Linked DNA regions of Anser cygnoides: region 1 is linked to region 2. The links are chromatin contacts, called in public Hi-C maps. All regions are on one chromosome and are shown on one strand. Each heading gives the region's core, a stretch centred on a gene start, on an enhancer-like site or on the middle of the called end of the contact. The rest is flanking DNA. Distances are from core to core; before and after follow the strand shown.

What was found. A called contact is a pair of places that touch in the nucleus more often than the background predicts.
Region 1: a Hi-C map of liver shows a contact between it and region 2, with 1.7 times the contacts expected there. The contact joins the promoter of DGAT2 here to the enhancer-like site in region 2. A contact is called at or near these places in 2 of 7 Hi-C or Micro-C datasets (both in liver).

What each region holds. Positions count from the first base shown.
Region 1 is chr1:210,240,570-210,245,946 of Taihu_goose_T2T_genome, reverse strand. DGAT2 (diacylglycerol O-acyltransferase 2) reads left to right here and starts at 3,104. Exons shown (of 7, transcript XM_066990021.1): 1 at 3,104-3,318. The coding sequence starts at 3,279.
Region 2 is chr1:209,535,716-209,540,883 of Taihu_goose_T2T_genome, reverse strand. No RefSeq gene overlaps it. Among named protein-coding and RNA genes, the nearest start is that of TSKU, 28 kb to the right of the region's middle. Within about 2 kb of position 2,508, at least 2 of the 3 cell types and tissues checked have open chromatin away from gene starts, as enhancers often do. A contact at or near this core is called in liver, where this site is marked.

The DNA.
Region 1 (5,377 bases), core at 1,855-4,354, 700 kb before region 2:
AGATGAGGGTAGCAGTGACCTGAAGGTCCGGAGGGAGCTCCTTGGTGGGGCATGGCTTGGCCACGGTGTGTGCCTGACGAGTCCTGCTCAACGCAAGGCTTTCCCTTCCCATAGGGTGTTCCTTTCTCTCTGCTATGAGAGCTCGGGGGGATCCTTATTTCCAACCCAAATTCTCCTGCTGCGGGCATCAGAAGAAATAGGCTGGTCTCAGGAGGAGGACACGGGGGGAAAGGCCCTTTTTAGGTGTTTTTTAGGGGGAGATGGAGGCAGATCAAGGGCCCAAACCCTCCGTGTCTGAAGCTTATGTCTGCTCTGGAAATGAAAATCTACTCAAAATAACACTGGCTGGGAACATAAGGCTTAAAAACCCATAACCAGAGGGTTGACCACAGGCAGGGAAATGTCTCTGAGTTTTCAAGCCAGGGAAGAAGAATTACAGAGATAGATAAGCTCAGCTTGAGCACATGCCAAACACAGGCAGCGTCATGCATCCACCCAAACACCTGGCCCGTGGATGAGGACTGAACTCTGATCCCTGCCAGGCTTTAAAAATAGGGCAGTTTCTGCTGCTAAATAACCCTATAGGAACAAGGCATCTGTGTTGTTTGCCAGCTGCTGGCTCTAAGTCCCGCAGTCCCATCCCACAACCTACCTATGATTCCCAAATCCCCGAATGGAAGAAATAAGAGAAAAGAAAAAAATATATGTAGCATTCTCAAAAGCTTTAATGGGCATCGCCCTAAGGAAAATTGCATTAAAAAAATGTGACTGCATGAGGGTGTGTTGCTGCTTTGCTGCCAGGTTCAGCTGCTGCTAAAACCCAGTAAAAATAAATAAATAAATAAATAAAATAAAATAAAGGAGCCTAAAACTTTAGTGAATTGTTTTGGGTGCCTGGAGCTGGAAGGCTGCCTCCAGCCCGTGTTACTTGGTGCACAGCCCGTGTTTTTCAGGCGCAGGTGAAGTAATAGCAGGGTATTTGAAAGGATGTTATTGTTTGGGAATAATCTCTGCACACATGCGGGTTAATAATATACAGGGTCGTATGCCTGCTGCGCTGAGAGAAGAATGTAAGCACCGAGCAAAACAAACCACGGGCACTTGCAAAAACATCTTCGGAAAGAGCACCGCGGTGTGCGTCTTCCTGGTGGGAAACAGTATCTGCGTGGGGAACAGAGCCAGGGTGTCTCTAATCTGTCATTCGGGGCCGGTTTCTGATTTTCCCTGAGCTGGACAGGAGAGGAAAAAATGTCACGAGGGGAGCGCTGGTGAAAGGAGAGGGACGGGGTCTGGGTGGCCGCCAGTTCCCTGCCCGGTCGCGTGAAGGCAGCCGCTGTCCTGGGGCTCGGCCGTGCCTCCATGGGTCCAGGACTGATTTTTCCTTCTTCCCAAGAAATATAGTGTCATCTGTGCCTCCAAGTCACGCGTCCGAGCTGCTGCTCAGCCTGATGGTAGTCTTGGTGCTCCTGCACGACCCTCTGCTCCATTAAACAATGAGGTTTTTATTTATTTTTTTATTTTTATTAATATATATTTATGAGTTTAACTCCCGTGTATTTGTGAGCTTTTCTCCCAGGTTGGGACCCTACTCTGGCGTACGGAGCAAGGAAATGATCAGGATTTGGAAAATTTGCCCCCAAATTGTACAATGAGGTGGGTATCCATCAAGAGAAGGGCAATGGAGAACCCTTAACTCTCCGGAGGTCTCAGCCCACTAACAGCAAACTAACACTTACCTATCCACTTGGCTCATGCTGTCACCACTTGGCAATGTGATTTTTTACAGGATTTTATCCTGGTTATGGTAAGAAAAGCTCCCATGGTCTTTTCTTTGCTTGTGGGTAACCCTAAGCCAACAGAGACGTGCAGGAGATCATTCCCCTTTCACTCGGCAGTATTTTTGTCGGTGATTTCTTTCTATTCCGGGCTCCCCTTTGGAACTCTTATCCAAGAGCTCTTGGGCAAGACCCTTTCTACAGACAGGCTCTCGTAATTTTCCATTTTTGTACCGATTTCGACAGGCCATTACAACCCCTGGAAGGCGTTCCTTCGCCAAATGGGGAGCAAACAAGTCCCGGGCCAGCTCAACTCCAAAAGAGGCGATTGGGAAAAGCAAACAAACAAACAAAAAAAAATTTTTCACCTCTGAATCTGCAATTTAAGCTTTCCACAGCTGAGAGTTGGCTGGAAATGTGAATTTTTACGAAACACTTGGTGGACTTGTCTCCTCGGGCCAAAAAGTGGCAGTTTCGCAGCGGCAACACCAGGAGCCACCGGTCAAAGTGCTGCCTCAGCAGGGCACAAACCCGACAAAGGCAGGCAAAAGTTGAAGCATTTTTGGGGGTGTTTAGGTGATCGTTGCTATCTGTCTGCCATGTATAGGGAGCCCACAAATGCTCATTGCTTTCAATGGGGTTTTCCTTGCAGTATCTCAAAGCGCTTCTCAGACGCAGGTTGGTTTTATTTCCTCCACATTACAAAAGATGAAATGGGGTTGAGGAAGGGCATAAGCCTGTTCCAGAAGTGTAGAAAAAAAAACCTTTAACAACAGGGCCAGACATGACCCCATTATAGGGAATCTGGTTTTATTTTGTGGGATTTGGGACAGACTGACCTGGCCCCATCTGTAAAAATACATAGAAATGGCTCAGCAGGCGAGTTAAGTTAGTACCTTAACTCCTAAATAACACCTGGATGGCTATGGATGCATAACTCAGCAGTAGATCCTTAAAATTCCCCATTAGGAGAACAAAACGAGGTTTTCGGGGTGGCTTGGGCATACCTGCGGGCTGTCACCCGACTAACGAAACCCAGAGGGCTGCCGATAAGCACTTTTCTAGGTTTTTCTCTTAATTTCGTGATCCTTCCAGGAACCCAGATCTCCCCAACCCCGCTGGGGACCCTAAAATCAGCACAGAGCAGGGCGGGGAGAGCACGGGAGCAAGAAACGGACCCCGAAACCCCGACGTGCACCCCGCTAACGAGGGTCTTGGGGGATTACCCCCCCCCCGATATGGGGTTGGTGGCTGGGAGAATGAAGCAGAGAGGGGAAAAACCTTGGGGTCAGGGTGCTCCCCCCCCTATAGCCCAGCGGTGCCAGGGCTGCTCCGCCCCTCCCCGCCTTCTTCCTCCTCCTCCTCCTCCTGTCGGGGCTATATAGGGATGCGCTCCCGGCGCCTTCCCCACGCCCCGGCGGCACCGGGCTCCCCAAAAAATCCCCTCTAGCCCCCTCTGCCTCCATCCCATGGGCTCGGCCAGCACCTGAGCCCGGCTCCGCGATGAAGACCATCATCGCCGCCTACTCGGGGGTGCTGCGAGGTACCCGGGGGGGGGGGGGGCGAAAAGGGGGTCGGGGCCGAGGGGATGTTGCGGGGCTCGGCGATGATTTTAGGGACCCCGTCCGTCTTCTGCCTGCCTCCAGGGTTGCTTTTTTTAAGAAGGGGGACGGGAAAAAGCGCTGTGCAATGCCTGGGGGGGGGCTCCCTGCGGCAGCTCCCGCCGCAGTTTTGCTTTTAAGGGACCTTAGGAAGCCGGGCTGCTTTCCTGAAACTGCTGCGAAAACCGGGGCTGCTTTACCTAAGGGAGGCTGCACCCTGCAAACATGTGGTACTTGCTTCAAAACAGGCCTTTCCTCTTTTATTTTCCTTTTTGTTTTTTTTTTTTCTGCTGGCGGTGGTGGGAAGGGAAGTGTGCCTTTATCAGCGCTGCCGGCAGAGCGGAGTGTGCAGCAATGAATTCAGCCCGGTTTTGTAACGCTGGCGCTCACATCAGCAGGTTTAAATCAAAATAATAACAATAATAATTTTAAAAAAGTCGCTATTTGTTAGTGCTTTGCAGCGAGGGGTTCAACGCTCCGTGGGGAAGCGAGGGTTTGGGTTGCAAAGCGCAGCAGAGAAGGATTTTTTTTTTATTTTTATTTTTTTGCTTTTGCACCCTCGGTGACTTCCTCGGCGAGCGAAGCGAGCTGGGTGGCGGCGGCGATACCCTGCAGACACCCAACGCTTCCTGTTGCAGGCTGCAGAGGAAAGTATGGGGCAGCCCAGAGGTTTTGCAGGAGGAAACTCGACAGTCTTTAGGGTTTGCTCGTCAAGGGCTCGTAGCCCTCCTCTGATCTTCTGGAGGAGCACCAGGGCTTGCAAGCAGCCAGGTTTTTTTTTGCAGGAGGGGTTTTTGCGGAAGCTCACCGAGCAACCCCTGTGCTGCAAAAGGCTGCAAGAGCAAACCGGTAGTTCCTCCTGGGCTGCAGAGACCTGTGCGAGGCTTGTTGGTTGAGCAAAAATCCTTCGCAGGGGCTGGGAGGAACTGAACCTTGGGGATTTAAGCCCTCTGCTCTTGTTTTTGCCCCGTGTCCTGCCCAGCCCTGCATGTAGGTGCCCAGCCCCGCATGTGGGTGCGGGGCTATGCCAAAAACATGGCACCCAGAGATGTTGGGGGTGCCGTCAGGCCTGACTGTAGGATCAGCCATGAACTGATTGGGAAAAGATCTGAGTGCCTTTCCCGTACCCACCTCTGGTCCCTAAAGCAACTTAGCTTGTTTGTGCAAGGAGCAGGATGAGGAAGGTCACCCAAATTAACAGCAAGCCAACAGTTAAACTGAGACCTAACTGCACGCCAAGCGCAGAGGATAAATCATTCAGGAGACCTATAAAATATGTAGGGCTGACCCGAGCCCTCAGCGGCCGCCCCGTTATGTGTTAAGGATGGATCTGGGACATGTGCATAATGCAAAACGGAGCGTGGTTTAGGGACAGTGATTGGCCTCATCTCTAGCTAATCCCGCTTAGTGGTGGAAAGCTGCCTTAGCTCTCCTCGGGTCAGTTCCTTCGAGGTGCCTTGTGGGGGTCTGGCAGTGATATTTGTGCTTCTTTCCTTGTTTCTGTGTGTGCTGTGGGATCCTGCAGCTCTCAGACGGGCAGAGGCAGTGCAGTGCCGTGGTTTGTGCACAGGACCTCTGGCGCTGCTCGGTCATGGGTTTTTACCTCTTCCACCACCTCCAGGAGTTAGAAGAAGCCTGTCAGGCTTCTCGCCACCTCCTTGGCCGTCCTTCCCAAGTCTGCTGCCTGTGCAAAGGCCTGCTGGCCTCTGTGGTATGAGCCGGAGCGAGCCACGCTGCCCTCTGCTCTCCGACATCTGGCTTTGTCCCAATGCCCAAGCACCAGGCATCATCACCAATCTGTCCCTACCCTAATGGATTGGCAAAGTGTGACCATTGGTGACCATTCCTTTAAAAACAAACAACCAAAAAAAAAAAAAAAAAAAAAAACCTGGGTGCTGGCATCTGCCTGTCCATCCATCCCTGCAGGGGACCTCTCTCAGGCACCAGCCCCGTGTTGGGGATAGCAAGGTCCTTGGACCAGTGCCTGGGGGTTGATGGCAC
Region 2 (5,168 bases), core at 1,259-3,758:
GGAAAAAAAACGTTCCCCTCAAGGGCATTGCTATGTAGGAAGCCCTACGGACCTTGAATGCTGCAAGAACACCACAATTTTGCACCGCAAATAATGTCTACCAGCAAAGAGCACTCTGGCACTGCAGTGCTTTGCTGTCATCAGTGCAAAATTAACAACTCCGTAAGGACAAGATATTGTAGATCTGTCCCTTTATTTTCTCTTTTTCCCCTCCGAGTCTCCACTGGGGAGATTTCATTAAACGAACGTTAGACCATGGGTGTTTGCTGCATTTGCAGCATATAATTAGCTGGCAAGGCTGAAATAAAGTATCTGCTGTAACCTCGGCTGCCAGGCTGCGAGGCGCAGCAACCAGATTTTAAGGGAGATGCTACATGGGCTGCAGAAATAATGATTTTTCCCCTGGGAACCCATGGAAGCTGTTCTTTTCTTGCATGAGGACTCCTGGAAATGACGAGCCTTTAATGAGCAGATCCCAGGTAATAAATCAGATGGCGATTTTCCTATTTCACGGCCCTATATGACTGATGCATAGACGAAGAAAAAAACAAAGGGCTGTCCCTGGGGCAATCCCCACTGACCTCTTGGGAGGGCAGGAAACCCAACTGGAAGCTTAAAAGATTTAAGACCTGAGGGTGTGAGTGCTTCTGGCACATATTTTGGCAACCAACTGTTCGTGGCAGCTTCAGACCAGATTATCCCAACCTTCTGGCCAGTGGGGGAAGGTAATACCAGCCATGAACACTTCAAAAGGCATTTGTAGGGTGTACCCACAGGCTTGTGCCCATATCTGCTGGGAGTAGGGATTTGGACTGCTATCTCTCGAGGTCCCTTCCTGCACAAATTTTCCTACAATCCTACAAAAGTTGGGTCCCTTGAGCTGAATTCCTTCCCTTTGTGGCCTCAGAGGGAGCTTGGGTCCTGTGCTTTGTATCTGTATCACCCAGACCTGAGGGCAAACCCTGCTTGTGCTCCCCAGGCTGCTGAGGGGCTAGATGTAGGCACCTGCAGGACCAGGACTTCTGTGGACACCGTCTGGTGTTTCATTTAGGTCCCATTTTAGGTCCATCTTGGCCTAAGGATATTCAAAACCAGACACGATTACTTTCCAAAACTTTCCTTCTTCTACATGAAATAGAACCCCAAAAGACAATCTGTAGGTTCACAGCCTCATTGCTGGTAGCAAAAAAAAAGCTCTTGGTATATTAGCATTGTTAATTGCTGATGTGCTACTTGTCTTTAAATTGAGACTTGGTCTGAATTTTCCCTTTGCTTTCCGAAGGAGTGGAGTGCGGTTTGATCTCAGGTGATGCACTGGTGGTGAACTCTCCTGAAATAGCCGCCGGTGGTTAAACAAACAGGACTTCCCAGCATGAACTTTTCAAGGGAGAAAGCCCTTGTCCCACCGCTAAATCAACAGAGCTGCCGAGCAAAAACACCGGGCACACACAGACCTGCAGCGCTGCAGCCTTGAGCAAAACTCTGTATTTATGACTGTTATCTGGTCACCTTTCAAATATGAGCATTTGATAGTGAGGTGTGTGTCAGTGGCCCAGGAATTTATTAGCCTGTAGTCAGTAGAAAGCAGTCGGTGCTTCTCAGGGAAGGGAAGTAGCTGCTGTGCATGCCAAGCACCTAATAAAAGTGAATTTTGCTGTAACATGGGAGATTGCTCCTTCTATTATCAAACAAATTCTGTTTCTTTACTTAACTCTTCCCAGGTGAGGAGGGAAGCGTTGCTTAACATGAGCAACATGAGATAACCTTTAATGGGCTTGTATGTCACCAGAGACAGACAAACTCTTGGTCAGGACAGTGGTTTCCAAATAAAACCTTGATTTTGTTAGTTTAACGAACAAATGAATGGACACCACTGGTGGGAGTGTGTGTCCCGAGCCAGGTCACCCAACCCAGATGCTGACAGGGAGATGCTCGGGCACATGTCCCTTCTCCCAGCTACTCTCAGCACCTCATGGTTCAAGCTTCAGAGCCTCTCTCTTTGCTCCTTTCACCCAGAGAAGGAGCCTTTGGGGAATTTTCATCTAAACTCCACTTGGCATCCTGATATCCGAGGTATAAGAAGAGCAGGGGTGAAGATTTACAGAGGCTAACCCAGGTTGTCTGACTGCAGTTCAAGGCAGACAAAGGGCACGAAGCACCAGGTCAGTGGAGATGCAACAGTAAATAAAAGCAGTGTCATTAATTACCCACCCAGCTATATAATAGTTGAAGAAAGTAATCAAGATGTTGGGTGCACCAGCCCTTCTCTAGGGCTAATGAGAGAGCGGCAGACTTTGAGAGCAAGCTTCTTGCATTTAATTAGACTTGTACCAGTCAGACGACCTCGTAACTGTAGGGTAGAGGTGATGCTAATGAAGGGGAAAAGGTGCTTATTTCCAAGAGATAGGGAAAGAAAAGAAAAAAAAAAGTTTCTAATGTGTGCAGAGGAAGGCTGAGCTCATGCACGTGTCCCAGTTTAGAAATGCCTGTTGGACTGGTAGAGCAGCTGGTGTTGCACAAAGCAGCATGATCGCTCCAGACGTATTTTCACTGGAAATCTCAAGAGGAAATCTTGCTCACTCATTGCTTTCTTTTCTTGTTCACCCAAGAGCTGAGGGTGGTTAAGCCAGTGCATTCTATCACATAGCTTTATAGACTACCAGAAAAGCTCTGTACATCTCCAGCCTGCATTTTCTTCTCTCTGACAACTGCCCCAGTGTATACACGACCTTTATTCTTCTATTACATCAGTGTTTTGCAAGCGTTTACAAACTCACCGACAGTAAACTTTTATCTTGTCTGCGTGATCACAGCAGTGATTTTGTGTTCTGCTTTTATCAGCTGAATTCAGCCTAGAAACTTAGCAGCCCAGGGTTAATCTTGCATCTCATGAACTTCCATAAACCACAGGTCAGGAAAGTTCACAACCAGTTGTAGCCGTGTGGGTAAAGGGAAAGTTCAATACAGGGAAAAAAAAAAAAAAAAAAAAGAAGAAAGGTTGCATGATGCAGCATTTAAAGAGAGCAGTTACTACACAACAAGGTTCCCGAAAAGGGCTCCTTTGGGAGTGTTTGACTGCATAGGGGACACATTGGAAAGAGTAGGTGGCATTTTCTTCTCGTTTTCCTGGATGTCTGACGAGTCTGGAGGATTTGCCACAGGAGCAACACGAGAACTTCTGCTCTGTGAAGGATATCAGGGTTCAAAGTTGGATTGGGTACTCTAAGGGGCATGAGAAATGACAAAGATGCAAAGACCTTAGCAGGGCAGAGGGAGAGATCAGAGGTGTGCAGAAGCAAGATGGGATACCAAAAATTTCACAAGTGGCATGACTGGGCATAATTTCTTCACCAAGAGCTGCCTCCCTGCTGCAGATTCTGTCCTCTGGGCAGGCCGTTCTAGAGTTCCAGATGGAGGAATCCCTCTGAATGGATTTCCAGATGGAGGAAACCACCCAGGACACTGGAAGAGGCTGAGCATTAATCTCTTGTCCTACAGCAGCTCCTTTGTTAACCTGTGTAGGGCTAAGCTTTGCAGACACACAGCTCCTCAGCCTGAGCACCAAAAGGTGAGGGAGGACCTTTGTGACTGGCAGATGGCTGTTGACCCATGCAGACCTCAAGTGGTCTTCAAAACCTGAAGGCAAAACCTGAAGGTCCCAGTAAGCTGCTGGTGCTCCGAAGGCATTCAAGATGCACCGTAACCCCGTTAGTGGTATTTAAGAAATCCTAGGGAGGATCTACGCAGTCTGCAGTGATCTTCATAGAATCATTAAGGTTGGAGAAGCCCTTCAAGATCGTCTGGTCCAACCATCCCCCTACCACCACTGTCACCCACCAAACCATGTCCCCAAGCACCACGTCCAACCTTGCCTTGAACACCCCCAGGGACGGGGACTCCACCACCTCCCTGGGCAACCCGTCCCAATGCCTGACCGCTCTTGCTGAGAAGAAATGTCTCCTCATTTCCAACCTGAACCTCCCCTGGCGCAGCATGACGGCAGAGGACCACATGTCCTCTTGGGGAGATGGGGCTGAACTCCCACCCCTGCCACCAGCAACACTTCCTGCAGGGACATCTTATTTACCATTGGGGTCCAGACCTTTCCCATGCTACGAATAACATGGCTTCAGCCTTGCAGATCCAATGGTGTCTAACTAAAGGAAATGATTCCCCAGAGATCTGTCTATTCCCCGTGCATCCAGAAAGACATGAGTAATTACCCTTGGGTAATTTTTCCTGGGGGCATTTGGGGAAGTAAAGCACCCATAGCTCTGCTCCTTTGGGCAAATTCCCACATAATTCAAAAGGAGGAAAAGAAATTAAAAAGAGAGAATTTTATTTGTTTAATGAAACTGCAGAAGTTCCTTTCTTTCTGGGAATGATATTAAACGTCCCTTCCTCATGGAAATGGGGCTGGTGAGTAGGTACTTTGTCAAGTTAAAGGAAAAAAAACCAGATCGGAAGTCTAATCACATTGAAACCATATGTGCAGCATATGTCAGCAGTTACAGAGAGCTTTAGAAAAAACAACTACAAAACCTCGGCCTCTGACTTCAAAAGGGTTTTAAAAGGACCAAAATTTTGATCACTAAATTTCTGCCCAGTAGGGAAAAGTCATGGGGATTTTTTTAATTTTTTTTTTTTTGGTCTGCTGTTGTGAATACTTTTGCTAGAGAAAAGTAACCAAAAGTCCCTACTTTCTAAAAAAAAAGGGGGCCTCTCAGAGCTGGCTTCCTCCCTGGGACCCTGCAGCTCCCAGCACACTTTCCCAGCTCAGACTTTCCACAAGCCACAGATCTGTTTTAAAGTCCAGTCTTGCCCTTAAAAAATGGCTTTGTTCAAGAAGGGCACCATGGGTCTCTGTGTTTCCTGCCTCCCCTGGTATCAACATAGCGTGCACCTTGTCTGGGTTTGCAAGGGCAAATGGCCTTTCCACCAGCAGTCAAGATCACAAACTCATTGAAGGTTGGAGGAGTTAACCTGGGCGCTTCCCCTTTTCTTTTATAACCACCCTTTACAATGCTCTGGCACGTAGGTTGGTCATAACATACCCGTCATGGCCTTAGTCCTCATCTTTATTGATATGCAGAGTCTTTATTGCAGGAAGGTGTGAGGTCTTGGGGAAAAAAAAAATAAAAAAATTTGCTCAGTTCTGCACAACCATC